Linked DNA regions of Capsicum annuum: region 1 is linked to region 2. Evidence: chromatin contacts called from public Hi-C data. All regions are on one chromosome and are shown on one strand. Each heading gives the region's core, a stretch centred on a gene start, on an enhancer-like site or on the middle of the called end of the contact. The rest is flanking DNA. Distances are from core to core; before and after follow the strand shown. Region 1 has its middle 24 kb from the start of LOC107866429. Region 2 holds the start of LOC107864084.

The links. Hi-C and Micro-C count contacts between places; a contact is called where the count stands out from the background.
Region 1: a contact with region 2 is called in a Hi-C map of leaf, with 2.1 times the contacts expected there. The contact joins the enhancer-like site here to the promoter of LOC107864084 in region 2. A contact is called at or near these places in 2 of 5 Hi-C or Micro-C datasets (leaf and placenta).

Annotation. Positions count from the first base shown.
Region 1 is chr3:26,741,058-26,747,533 of UCD10Xv1.1, reverse strand. No RefSeq gene overlaps it. Among protein-coding and RNA genes, the nearest start is that of LOC107866429, 24 kb to the right of the region's middle. Within about 2 kb of position 2,638, at least 3 of the 5 cell types and tissues checked have an H3K27ac peak or open chromatin away from gene starts, as enhancers often do. A contact at or near this core is called in leaf, where this site is marked.
Region 2 is chr3:26,685,790-26,691,581 of UCD10Xv1.1, reverse strand. It overlaps LOC107864084, which reads left to right and starts at 2,472. Exons shown (of 2, transcript XM_016710347.2): 1 at 2,472-2,689; 2 at 3,018-3,528. The coding sequence starts at 2,510. The coding sequence ends at 3,257. LOC107864083 reads right to left here. Exons shown (of 2, transcript XM_016710346.2): 1 at 5,479-5,792; 2 at 4,340-4,973. The coding sequence starts at 5,715. The coding sequence ends at 4,599.

The sequences.
Region 1 (6,476 bases), core at 1,389-3,888, 56 kb before region 2:
TGAGGTAAGCACTTCTCTAGCTATTGAGGATTTGATGAAGTCAGTTACAGCAAAAACCAATAGAACAATACCTTGCAATAAAAAAAAAATAGATAGAAAAAAGCAAATTGAGGCAGAAACTATTTAGGGTAAGGTATTGATGAAGTCTTCAAGCATGATGTTGGAGGCGTCCTCGAGTACTAGTTCGCTATCATGGTCAGATGAGGTGAAGGAGGAAGTTGAACTAAGGACTAGGAAGAAATCTATATGAGATGAGTTTAACATCTCCAAATGTTGAATATAAATTGGAGTATGTTGCTCCATCAGAATTAAGAGATAAGGGAAAATGTAGAGAATATAAACGCTATATTGTTCCTAGCTCTAGGAATTGTCAATCTACTTAGCTGAAATATGGAGGGAGGGAGAGGCTCAATGATCCTACTAAAAAAAAAAAGGAGGTTACGGTCCTTTGCAATAAAGAAAAGACGAATCTCGTAGACTTAGTGTTTGTTTGAACGCTGGTTACCATGGTATGATATGATATTTTTTTCATGGTTTGGTTACCATGAAATCACCCAATTTCCTATGCCATGGTTTTTTTTTTTTTTTTTTTCTAATTATGTCCTTATATAATTTTATTTAATCTTATTTTACCCTTTACCCTATATTACTTATTTTTATGCTTTTTTGCTCTCAATCTCTCTCTGCTCTTTGTTGCGTTGCTTCAACTTGGGGAATGCTGGATGCATCTGTTGTTGAAGATGAGATGGCAGTGGTGCAGCAGAATGGCGAGGAAGTTGTGACATATTAGGAACTTGAGAGGTTTGTGGTAAAGAGATTGGTGTAGCTTGAGTACCAATATGTCCTTTATGCTGCTGCAATGGATATAAGAGACGTGATATGTTAATTATCAATTCATTTGTATTTTTATGTTGACGATAAAAACAAATAGTATGTGTCAGTGACAACACAAAGAAAATTCTGTTCATAGTTAATAAGAAAATACCCCTAATTATTATAAAGGGAAAAAACTCAAATATGCCATTGAACTATAAAAAATGACTTATTTATACCATCTGTTAAAAGTTGAGCTCATTCATGCCATCGCCATTACAAAATCGGCTCATCCATGCCATTATTTTGTAGCTGTGATTTTTTAAAAATAACTTTGCCACGTGGCCTCTTATTAGAGGTCCACATAATTAAGTAAAATAAATCAGTATTAATTAAAAAATATGAGATCTATTTAATGCCCGACCCATTTAATATCCGACCCACACCCATTTAATATCCCCACATTGTCTTCCCACTCTATCGACCAAATAACCAAAAAATCCAAAAACCCTTAGTCCAACTGATGAAGTAAGATGCTGAAGCATCATCTGTAACAATAAGTGATATCTTTGTATTATTTTATATGTGTTTGTAAGATAGTACAATCTTTGAACTTTTCTCTGTATACATGACCAATTGGAGGTAATGTTTTTGTAGCCAGTGTAAGAGCAACAGAAGTAATTCCCTTTGCGGAATGAATGTACAGAGAATTTATGAAAATTACATTTTCTTTTGGGAGTGCTTATTAAAAACTATTATTCTAATAAAGATGCCTCTCTATTTCACCCGAGATAGTGGTATGGACTGCGTATACTTATCCTCCCCAGACTCCACTTATTGGGAATATACTGGGTATGTTATTTGTTTGTTAGACTAATAAACATGCACTGATTCAAAGAAAATCTACATTTGCTTGGACTACGTAATGCTTATAAGCTTTTCTCCCAGTACCTTTTTCAATTTATTACTAATTGAGTTCGTGTCAATGATAACCCATGGGTGTTACTACACTCTTTTACGTTTGCTGGTCAATGTTTTGACTGCTGGTATAGCAGTAGGGGCTGCTTTTGGTGCAGGCACCCGGATATTAAATGGGTCGGGTATTAAATGGGCGTGGGTCAGATATTAAATGGGTCTCATATTTTTTAATTAATATTGATTTATTTTACTTAATTATGTGGACCTCTAATAAGAGGTCACGTGACAAAGTTGTTTTTAAAAAACCATAGTTAAAAAATAATGGCATGGATGGACCGATTTTGTAACGGTGATGACATGAATGAGCCCACCTTTTAACGGATGGATAAATGAGCATATTTGAGAATTTTCCTTATTATAAATTTAAAATTTATAATAATCAGGGGTATTTTATAAAATTACGCCTTACGATACAGTACCATACCATCGAACCAAACAAAAAAACGGTTTATACAATCTATCCAAACATTGCATTTTACTATACTATACAGTACCATACCATACCATACTGTACCGTATATTATGAAACCATGGCAAACCACCATTCAAAGAGAGTGTTACTTGAAATAAAAATGAAAAATGAGAAGATTGAAAAGTTGAGCTAATAGTATGTTTGGTGGTTGGCAATATATATCAGCCTAGAATATCATTATAATGGGAGGATATAGCTAACCTGGAGACCCGATTATTATAAGGTGTTCCTTATATGTAAGTTTTCTCAAAAGGTTACTTGGGAGGTGATGTTTATTCCCTTACAACTTACTTTTGAAATCACTTACATATATACTTGGTGGTACAATACTTTTGAAATCACTTACATATATACTTGGTGGTACAAAGTAGAAGGTGCACTAAATCATGGATGGTATTAGGAGATTTTAACTCTATCCTTAAAGCATATGACAGAATAGGTGGGACTTTAGTAGTGTGGATAAGGTATGTAGATAGAAAACAGACTCGATTAGTATAGCAAAATTGTTTGTCGAATACTATGAGGAGTATTTACTAGGCACGCCAGAGACAAGAGGCTCCACTCTGAGTGCAAATGAAGATCATCAAAGTGAATTGTTACAAAGGTTTGAATTAAAAGATTTTTAGAAAGCTATATCTGAGATTAATAGTAATAAGAAGTTAATAACTTAAATGGTCACTAACTTTGAACTTTTATTCCAGAAAGTCTAAACTTTGGACTTAACTTAGAAAGTTACTCAACTTTAAATATTTTACTTAGATTGTCACTCAACTTATTTTATTATTTTTTAAACCAATTTTTACTTATTATGTAATTTATTTTCGTAAGAGAATTTTAGAAAATATAAGATATTAATTTAATGACTCTTTTATCCTTTATTCTCCTCTTAAGTTACGAATTGCAGCTTTTTCTTCGGCTTTTCATCTTTCCTCTTCTCCTATTTAGGAATTTCTCCTCTCTCTTGAAGATGGAACAGAGGACAATAAGTGAATCTCAAATAGAGGGCTCGAACTTGTCTTTGTTTCACGAAGAAAAGAACTACTACGCAACTAACTCCCGAGAAAATAAGGTGCTCTTAACATTTTATTTTTTGTTTTTTATGAAAAACCTATGATTTTTGTCTGATTTTGAGCTTCTTTATTTTTATTTGTAATTGTTTGTTGTTGAATCAAATAAGACAAGTGGAATTAGGGTTCTTTATTAATGTGGGTATTAAACTTTTCTTAAGAACCTTTGAATTCTGTTTGTTTATCATATTATTTGTCTACACTGTTTTTACTATGTTTTTAGGGTCACAGTTTGAGAAGTTTTGAGCATGGTGCTAGCTGAAGAAGTCCAAGATGGCAATGTTCTGAATTTAAGCGATAATGTATTAGGGGTTATCCAAAGTAAAATGTTGGGTGAGGTAGAGGATGATAATTTCAATGATCCCGATTACAACTTGGAGGAAGACGATGATGATTATCATGATTTTGTTACTCAGCGTCTTGGCATGAAGGCGAAAGGTAGACCCAAAAAAGGTACTAGTAATCGGAGTAATGTTGTCGGTCCACCCACTAATGGAATTTTAATTCCACAAGTGAATGAGAATGCAGAATCAGATTATTATGATTCTGATGAATTGCTGGAGTGGGGTACTGATTCAGAGGATGAGGTAGAATATACAGAACACAACGCAGAAAATGACAATCCGATTTTAGAAGTAGGGATGATTTCATTTCTGTTGTCTTTGCTGATTATAATTGGCCTTCAAAAGTTAGAGTTCCACAAAATCTCTGTCGTTCTCCTTTTTCTGTTGCAAGTCATACTCAATTGGAAGTTTACAACGACATATTAACAAATGGTGTTGCAAGCAAGAAAAAAGAGTTTGATTTTGAGCATTTATTCCAGTCCAATACCAAAATTTACATTTTGAAGTGCCTTCATGCCCTTCTCGTTGTGTCAGGGAAGGCTCAGAGTAGTTTTATTGGCACTAGACTTGTGAATCTTTATGTTCACTTGGATGATGTTTCTTTATAGTTTTATTGGCACTAGACTAGTGAATCTTTATGCTCACTTGGATGATGTTTCTTTATAGTTTTATTGGCACTAGACTTGTGAATCTTTATGCTCACTTGGGTGATGTTTTCTTTGTCACAGAAGACCTGCCTTTCTGGTGTGAACTGTGAAGTTTATCTTTTGTCTTGCAGTCGTAGTTCAGTATAGAAAAATTGAGTTGTGTTAACTTGTTTACATTTCTTTATTGGAGAAACATGGATTTTATAGGAAAACTATACTACTCATCTGTTATGTCATTTCTTGGATTTTCACTGATTTTGTCAATAGTAAGAAGTTCAACATAAAGGACGAGCCTGTGAAAGCCCTAGGTGCTGTTCCACTGCCTGCCTATACAGACACCGATGTATTGTAACTGACTCCGGTAATGTTATCACTCTCACAATTTTATTTTAGGATACAATAAGTTGTTTGACTTTTTTTGAAAAACAAGTATCAAGTTTCTCGAAGGCACATATTCTAAACAAAATACAGTGTTCTGAAAATTGTTTGGGTTCTTGAAATTACGTCACATATTCTCAGTGATAAGAGAGAGTTTATTGGAAACAATTTCTCTATCTTCATAAGGTAGGGTAAGGTTGCATACACACCACCCTCCCCTAGATCATAAAATTCGATGTTTCAAAAATATCATGCCGGGTATCCATACTTCTCCAAAGTCGTGATGTGATTGGTTTTAGACTATATAGGAAGAAAAGGAAGTAGAACTCTTTCAATTGGTATAGAGGCAAAAGAGGCCATCATAACACAATCATATCCTAATACACAATACAAGAATATCCTAAATAATAAAAAGAGTTTGCATGAAACAACCTTGTTTATCTTCATATTCATATCTTCAAGGTACAACAATGCTAATTCAATATCATAGGTCATAATTTGCTGTATCTAGTAGTTCACACAGTTATTACACAATTTTTGGAAGGCCATTTTCAATTATTTTGTGCCTTTTCCATAGTCCAGTTCAAAAGATCTACAACGATGTTCTAATCTCTATCTTGTATGCATATACAAATCATATATATGACGGGCAGAATATTATTCAAGTAAGTGCAAATCAATAAAACTTCACTAGTATTAATAAACTTGAAGTTACAAAGCAAAATAACACACATGATTTGCATAATGATATGTTACGTAATTAAAGTGACCTTAATAAGTTAGGCCTGTTGTTCTTCAACGTTTTCGGGTTCAAGAATCTGTAATTTGACACAATAACTTCAACACTAGTTCAAGTTTAAAACAAGAACATTATGAAGTACAACAACACCCTCAACACAAGATCAAAGTGATTTTTCTAAGAAGTGTGTTTTATTTTTTCAGAAATTAAGATGAAACAGAAATGTAAAGTCAAGTCCCTCGACTTCAGGGAGTGTCCTTAAGGAATAATTCCCCTCACTGTACCCGAGGTTTTGAAATCTTCCTCCCAGGATAAAATGACTTTTAATCCAACTATAGTGGTACCTCAAATAATTAGATTCGTTGAACTCACTCTACGATTAGATTGATCACAAGGAATGTTTTGAAGACAAAAAGAGTTTGTATTTCAGAAAATTTTTCATACCAAAACCTGTGGATAAATGCAGGTTTATATAGCCATCAAGTGCCCCTTCCGAAAGGTGGCAATGGTTCATCCGAAAAGGTGTATCCTTTGGAAGAGTCATGTCTGTTCATTCGAAACATTGTATTTTTTTCTGAACAGACACAACTATCTGAACAGTTACTCCTTTTCCAAACTAATGTCTTTTCATAAAAGGTTGTGTCCCTCCATTTTCCATTCACACCAATTAAACTCAACAATCCCCCCACATAAATGGGGAATGACTATTCTTTGTAAAACTTTACAGACAAATATGTGATCATCAAGCAAAGACCGATTGCATTAGGATAAGTGGGTTTTTCTTTGAACTTTTCGTAGTGAACATGCATCGGATGGACTCGGTCAATCGGTAGATTTGATATCTTTGAACCGTCGAACTTTAATGTACACCTAGAGAACACATGCCACACAATCAGCCCTTTACCGTTTATGGTTCTCACGATTTTGTTCTTTTCAGCCATGAACACATTCCGGTTTCATGAGAACTTAGAGAATAAGCCTTTACTAACATTCTCCATGAAGCGACTTCCACTTCACCCTTACATAGGTGATTTCTAA
Region 2 (5,792 bases), core at 1,223-3,722:
AAAAAAAGTTCAAATATATGTATATAAAATACGTGATTTAGATCAAAATATCATTCATTAAAAAATAATTTATTTATACCTTTTTCATTATACAAATAGCTCAAATATACTCTTCTCAATTAAATTTAAATTGTAATTTCTTTAATCCGAAAATCCAAATTTTCATATCCACACGACCTACACCCATTCATGACCATGTTCAATTAACATTCTGAATATTGGCATGAAAATTTGATAGCTATGTCTGTTAATATTAAAATAAGGAAAAATTACAGAAACTACATCCTTAAGATTATAATTATATTAAATAGCAACACTTTTCAAAATTACAACTTATAGTAAAAGTAGCAATATTTTACCCACTTCATAGTAATAGAAGAATATGTATTTTCCAGTTGTGCATATGTATTTATGAGTAATACATATATATTTGTATATGTATTTTTATAGCAATATTTTACTTAAATACAAAATACAATTTTCTACTTTTCGTAATTATAAAACTATTACTATAAAATTTATAATTAAAACTAGAGGGTTGCTATTTCTGAATTTTTCCTTAAAATAATATGAATAATCACTTTGGATACCCTTTTGTGTAACTAGAATAATATAATTATCGACTTCTCTTATCATGACCAACCGAAATTAATTATGATTTCTTTTAAGGTGACAAGATCGACAACATCGAGGTTGGCACGACATAATAATAAATCCCAGGCACCATAATTTTCAAACGTCCATTTAATTAATTATAGCACCATAGTACGAATCACGAAATAGTCATAAAAAACCCCTACTTAAATAATGTTCCAATTGAAAAAATAAAGTGTCATCGAGTACTGGGATACCACCATTATAGAATCTAATCTTTAGAAAAAAAAACAAGCACATTACAGCTAAAGTTCTGTTCCATCTTCCAGGTGCCTCACCTTTTTTTTTTTCTCAAAAAAAGTTTTAAGTACTATAATTATTGAAATAATAATTCAAACTTAGAGTAGAAAATTAAATTTATTTTAAATCTGATATTTGTTTAATTATTTCTAGTTAGAATTTGTTTCTCCAAATTCTTTTTTTTTTGCGAAACTAAAATTTATTTATGAGTAGTGAAGTTCAAAACGATCATGTAAAAGAATTTTAAAAATCCATAACATTTGAAAAAGACATTATCAAAGAGTACAAAACCTTTATTGCCATGAGTCAATAATTATGTCGGGACAAGGCCCCGACGACACCACAAACATAAGAACCATATCTACCATCACCGTGAATTACGTTGTCCGATGGTAGTAGCTGATACGTTAAGTCCTAGCAACGCACAGAATCACAAGCATACACTTCAGACTGTGGACTGAGTCTCCAAATTTATATTAGATAAGATTTTATAATTTAATTTTACTAGTATTATAAATAGAGATGCTCTGTCACATATTTTTATATAAGGAGAATTATTTAAATTTACAGATATACTAAAATGTTTTCCTTCAATAGTTTATTTAGATAGCCTATTACTATAATACCATTTCACATTCCCAAAGGTATTCTTTAGGGGTGTTCATGGGTCGATTTGGATCGGTTAGTGGCTAAAATCATAACTAAAATCAATTTAGTCGGTTTTTGAATTTCTAAAACCAAACCAAACCAAACCACAAAAAGAAAATAACTGTCGGTTTGGTTCTTACCGGTTTGGTTCGATTTTTCAATTTTTTCGGTTATTCACTAGCATACTCCAACCATCTCTAGAATAGACTCTTTTTTTTAACCCGTAGAAAAGAGTATCATATTGAACAATTTCTCATGAAATATTTGTACAGTGATAGACAAATGACTCTATAACTCTTAAAAATCAGAACAAACACATTAAACAAAATCAATATTGAGATGAAAAACACCAACTTTGTATTGTAGGCACTAAGATTATCCAACAACATACAAACACATACATGTACATTGCAAAATAAAGCTTTATATTTTGTTGCAGTGTACTGCAAGAAGAGACAGAATTGGGCAAATTTGAATTATCTGTTTATTTTAATGACTAGTTAGGTGAGCTAATCATATAGAAAACGATTGAATAAACAAGGAGACATAAAACTATCATTTGAATCAGGTACCATGGTAATTCGTATTGTGAAAGCTGAAGTAGAAAAAGTGAGGTAGGGACCGTAGAATTAACTTATTAGTAATAGTAGGTAGAGTTGGACTTGAGTTTGGGGCTTTGGGCAATTAGGCTCAAGTATTGGTTGGGCTAGACATAAATTAAAATTTAGTTTTAAATTAAATTTAATAAAATATTTATATTTTATTTATAAATAATTATAATATAAATATATACAATTTCTCGGTTCGATTTGGTTATTTTCACGATTTTTTTAAGTAAAATCATAACTAAACCAAATAGCATCGGTTTTTTTAAATTTAAAACCAAACCTAACTAAACCAAACTAAACGTCAGTTTTTTTAATCGTTTTGATTTAGTTTACGGTTCGGTTTGGTTTTAACCAAATCCATGAACACCCCTAGACTATTCTTGAATGTCTGTATATCCTCTTGGCAAGTTTACATTTTTGCACACTTTTACATAATAAATAGCCTACGACCAAGTATGGAAGAGTGCCGGCAGAGTTTCCAGTGCTCCGGTGACCGTAGACTGGAGATCGTTAGCGGAAGAGGAGTCAACAACAACCAGGTAATTTGCACGAGCAAATGTTCATCTGAACTTAATATTTTTTTTTAAAATGCGAACCAAAGATAAATATATGTATGTGCAAAATTTTTAGATTTCAAACTCATAATGTTGAAAAACTTTTAAGTAAAACACGTTAAGTTTAAAATTCTAGATTTGCTTGCAATGCGAAGCTAGGGGTGCAAGTGGTTTATTTGAGTATCTATGTGGTCAAAATAAGTTTTATCTAAATGTTGATCCTTTATATAGTAAATGTTGCTTTTTAGCGTGTTTATATTTTGAATTTGCTTAATGAAAATTCTGATTCGGCTGCTGCTGTTCACCTGTTTAGGTAAGTCGAGCTCGGTCACCGGATCTGGCAGGAGTGACGAGCAGGGGAACGTGGCCGAGTCAGGTGGCAGCAGCACCTTCATCAAATAAGCCATGGGGATTCAATGATCCAGAGATGAAGAGACGAAAGAGAATAGCAAAATACAAAGTTTACACTATTGAAGGCAAGGTCAAAACTTCAATTAGGAATGGACTAAGGTGGTTCAAGAATAAATGCTCAGAAATTATCCATGGCTATTGACGGAGAATGCGGTTCTTTCCCGGACCCTGCTAACACGGAATGCTTTGTGCATCGGGCTATCCTGCGAGTCAACATGATCTGTTTGTGAGTTTTGAAAGTTGTAAGATACAGAGGAAGGTGAAGACATAGAGGTAACTGGTGACAGGTCTAATTTCATATGTTGTACTTAGGATGTTTTGTTTCATTTTTTTGTCAATTCTAATTTGATTGAATGTCATTTTATTAATGTTTACAATTGAGATTAATTTCTTCCTTACAAGCTTTAAAGTCATTCTTCCTCTAGTTAATGGTTGACCAAAATTTGTTGTTGTGATTTTTCATGCCTTGTTTGCTTATCATAATCTATGAAATTGATTTGTCCTTTTGATTTGTAATAGATTTAGCTAGTAGTAATTGATTTGTAGTAGATGTCAACCGTTCTGTCGGAGATTGACTTTTGTTGATCGTCTCGTCTTTAGTAGAAAGCTATTTCTTTTATGATTCCTCATCTCACTTTCTCAACAAAAAGATAAAAAGGGCTGGATGAACATTTGCCAAAATTGAACATCTTTAGACCCAACTTTGTGCTAAATTTTCTGTGTATTTTCAATATCTGAGCCTGGCAATGAACATGATTTTGTTTTTCTACCTTCTTTTTTCTTCATAATAACTGGTCTGGAACTTCAAGTTGATCAAACTATGTTGATTATGCAAACAAAGTCTCACATTAATAGTTGAAAAGAAATGAGTTATTTATAAGATGTTGGATACTCTTGAAAGCGTGATGTCTTTTGGGAAATAGCTTGTAGGCTTCGCCAAAAGCAGGCAATATCATATTTCATCAAGTGTATTCTTGGACTGTTTTAGGCCAACAAGGTCATTGATTGGAGGATAAGTCAAATTGACACTTGTGAAACGAAATGTGACTCATACAAGTGAACGGAGTATGTGTATCATCACTGGTAAAAAAGAGTAAAGGATGATGGCAAAATAGTAGGACAATAATTTTATCTTTACAAAAAGTTTCTCTTAGATCGGATTCATATTCTTTAATTACAATGTGATCCATTGTGTTTACCTAAGCCCATTTAGAACAAACATAATGAAAGAATTCAAATATTTTGTTTTTTCTTTAACTTGTTTCTTGATTCCAAACAGAGTGCAACATAGAAAAAAGACCTGCTCCTTTGGAACTGATTATTCCGTGGAGATCTAAGAGACATTAGAGCAAAAGGCATTGACATTTCTACATTAATCCTGAAATATGATACCTTTGCTAAAAGAATGTAGAGTACTTGAATTAATTATACTACTACAAAAGGAAATGAAAATGAATTTGATCCTTGTGATTGATTTTGCGAATCACTGTTGAAGCCTCATTTGTTCGTAAAATTGAGCAATGAAGTTCTCTGCCTTCGCATCAATCATGTCGTCTGCTCCATATGCATCGAATGCCTGGTCAGGATCCTCCTCCTCCTCCTCATCGTCCCTCTCCCCGTAGAGCTCTTGTAGATTATTTGCTGATGCATACTGACTCATCGTGCCAGCAGAGGACGATGAGGGTGAGACAGAGTACGGCGAGGAAAACTGTTCAAAGAATTCTGCAGGCATAGATGGAGATTTCACCGGTGGGCGAGGATTTGGAGGTGATTGGTTGTCTTGGAGATGTAAAGGCCTCATTGAGCCTACCAACTTCTTCCAATTTTCTCCCTTTGAATCGGCAACAGGTTCCCCATCCTGAGGTATTCAGAATTAAGAAATCAGTGGATGAGTGCATGTCTAAAAGTTGAAGAGTTCCATGTGCTTCATCCTATAAGCAAGGGAATATGATAATATGCCAAAATGACACATATATTCAACAATTCAAATTCACCTTTCTAAGGAAGGTCAGGGCTGACTCAGGCGTGAGACAAGTAAGACATTTGCTTTATGTCTTATAAAAAATATTGTAGAATTTTGAATTAAACAACTCAAATCTTAAAGAAAAAGACAAATCAAAATTATATTTTATGATGTATGAGTATACATTTAATTAAATATTCTTATTAAAATTTGAATATTTTATGATGTATGAGTATACATTTAAATATTCTTATTAAAATTTGGCTTTAACCTCTAATTTTATTTTTATTGAAACGCCCTTGACAAAGTCAATCTACTAACAGAATTAGAATCTGAATCTGAATAGTCATCTTAAAAGAGAAAGTGAAACTTATTAATGAAACATTCTAGGCATACGTACCTGAGAAAATTTTTGTTGCTTTAGATCAAGGGAAAATTTCTGTTGCTTTAGATCAAGGGAACGACGACGACGGAGCTTGAGTGATGCAGCTCTGAGGAAGCTAAAAGCACCATGCTTTTTCTTCTCCTTGACAACTGGTTGTGGTTGATCGACAATGTTGTCATCAACCGAAGATTTATTGTTATTGTTGTTGTTCATGGTGATGGTGATTGTGGAGCTGACTTCCTCTTCCGTCATTCTTTGGAGGAGAACGTTCCACGAAAAAATGGCTACGCTCGAACGATTGTGCACCTAATTAATATGCCCTCCCTGCA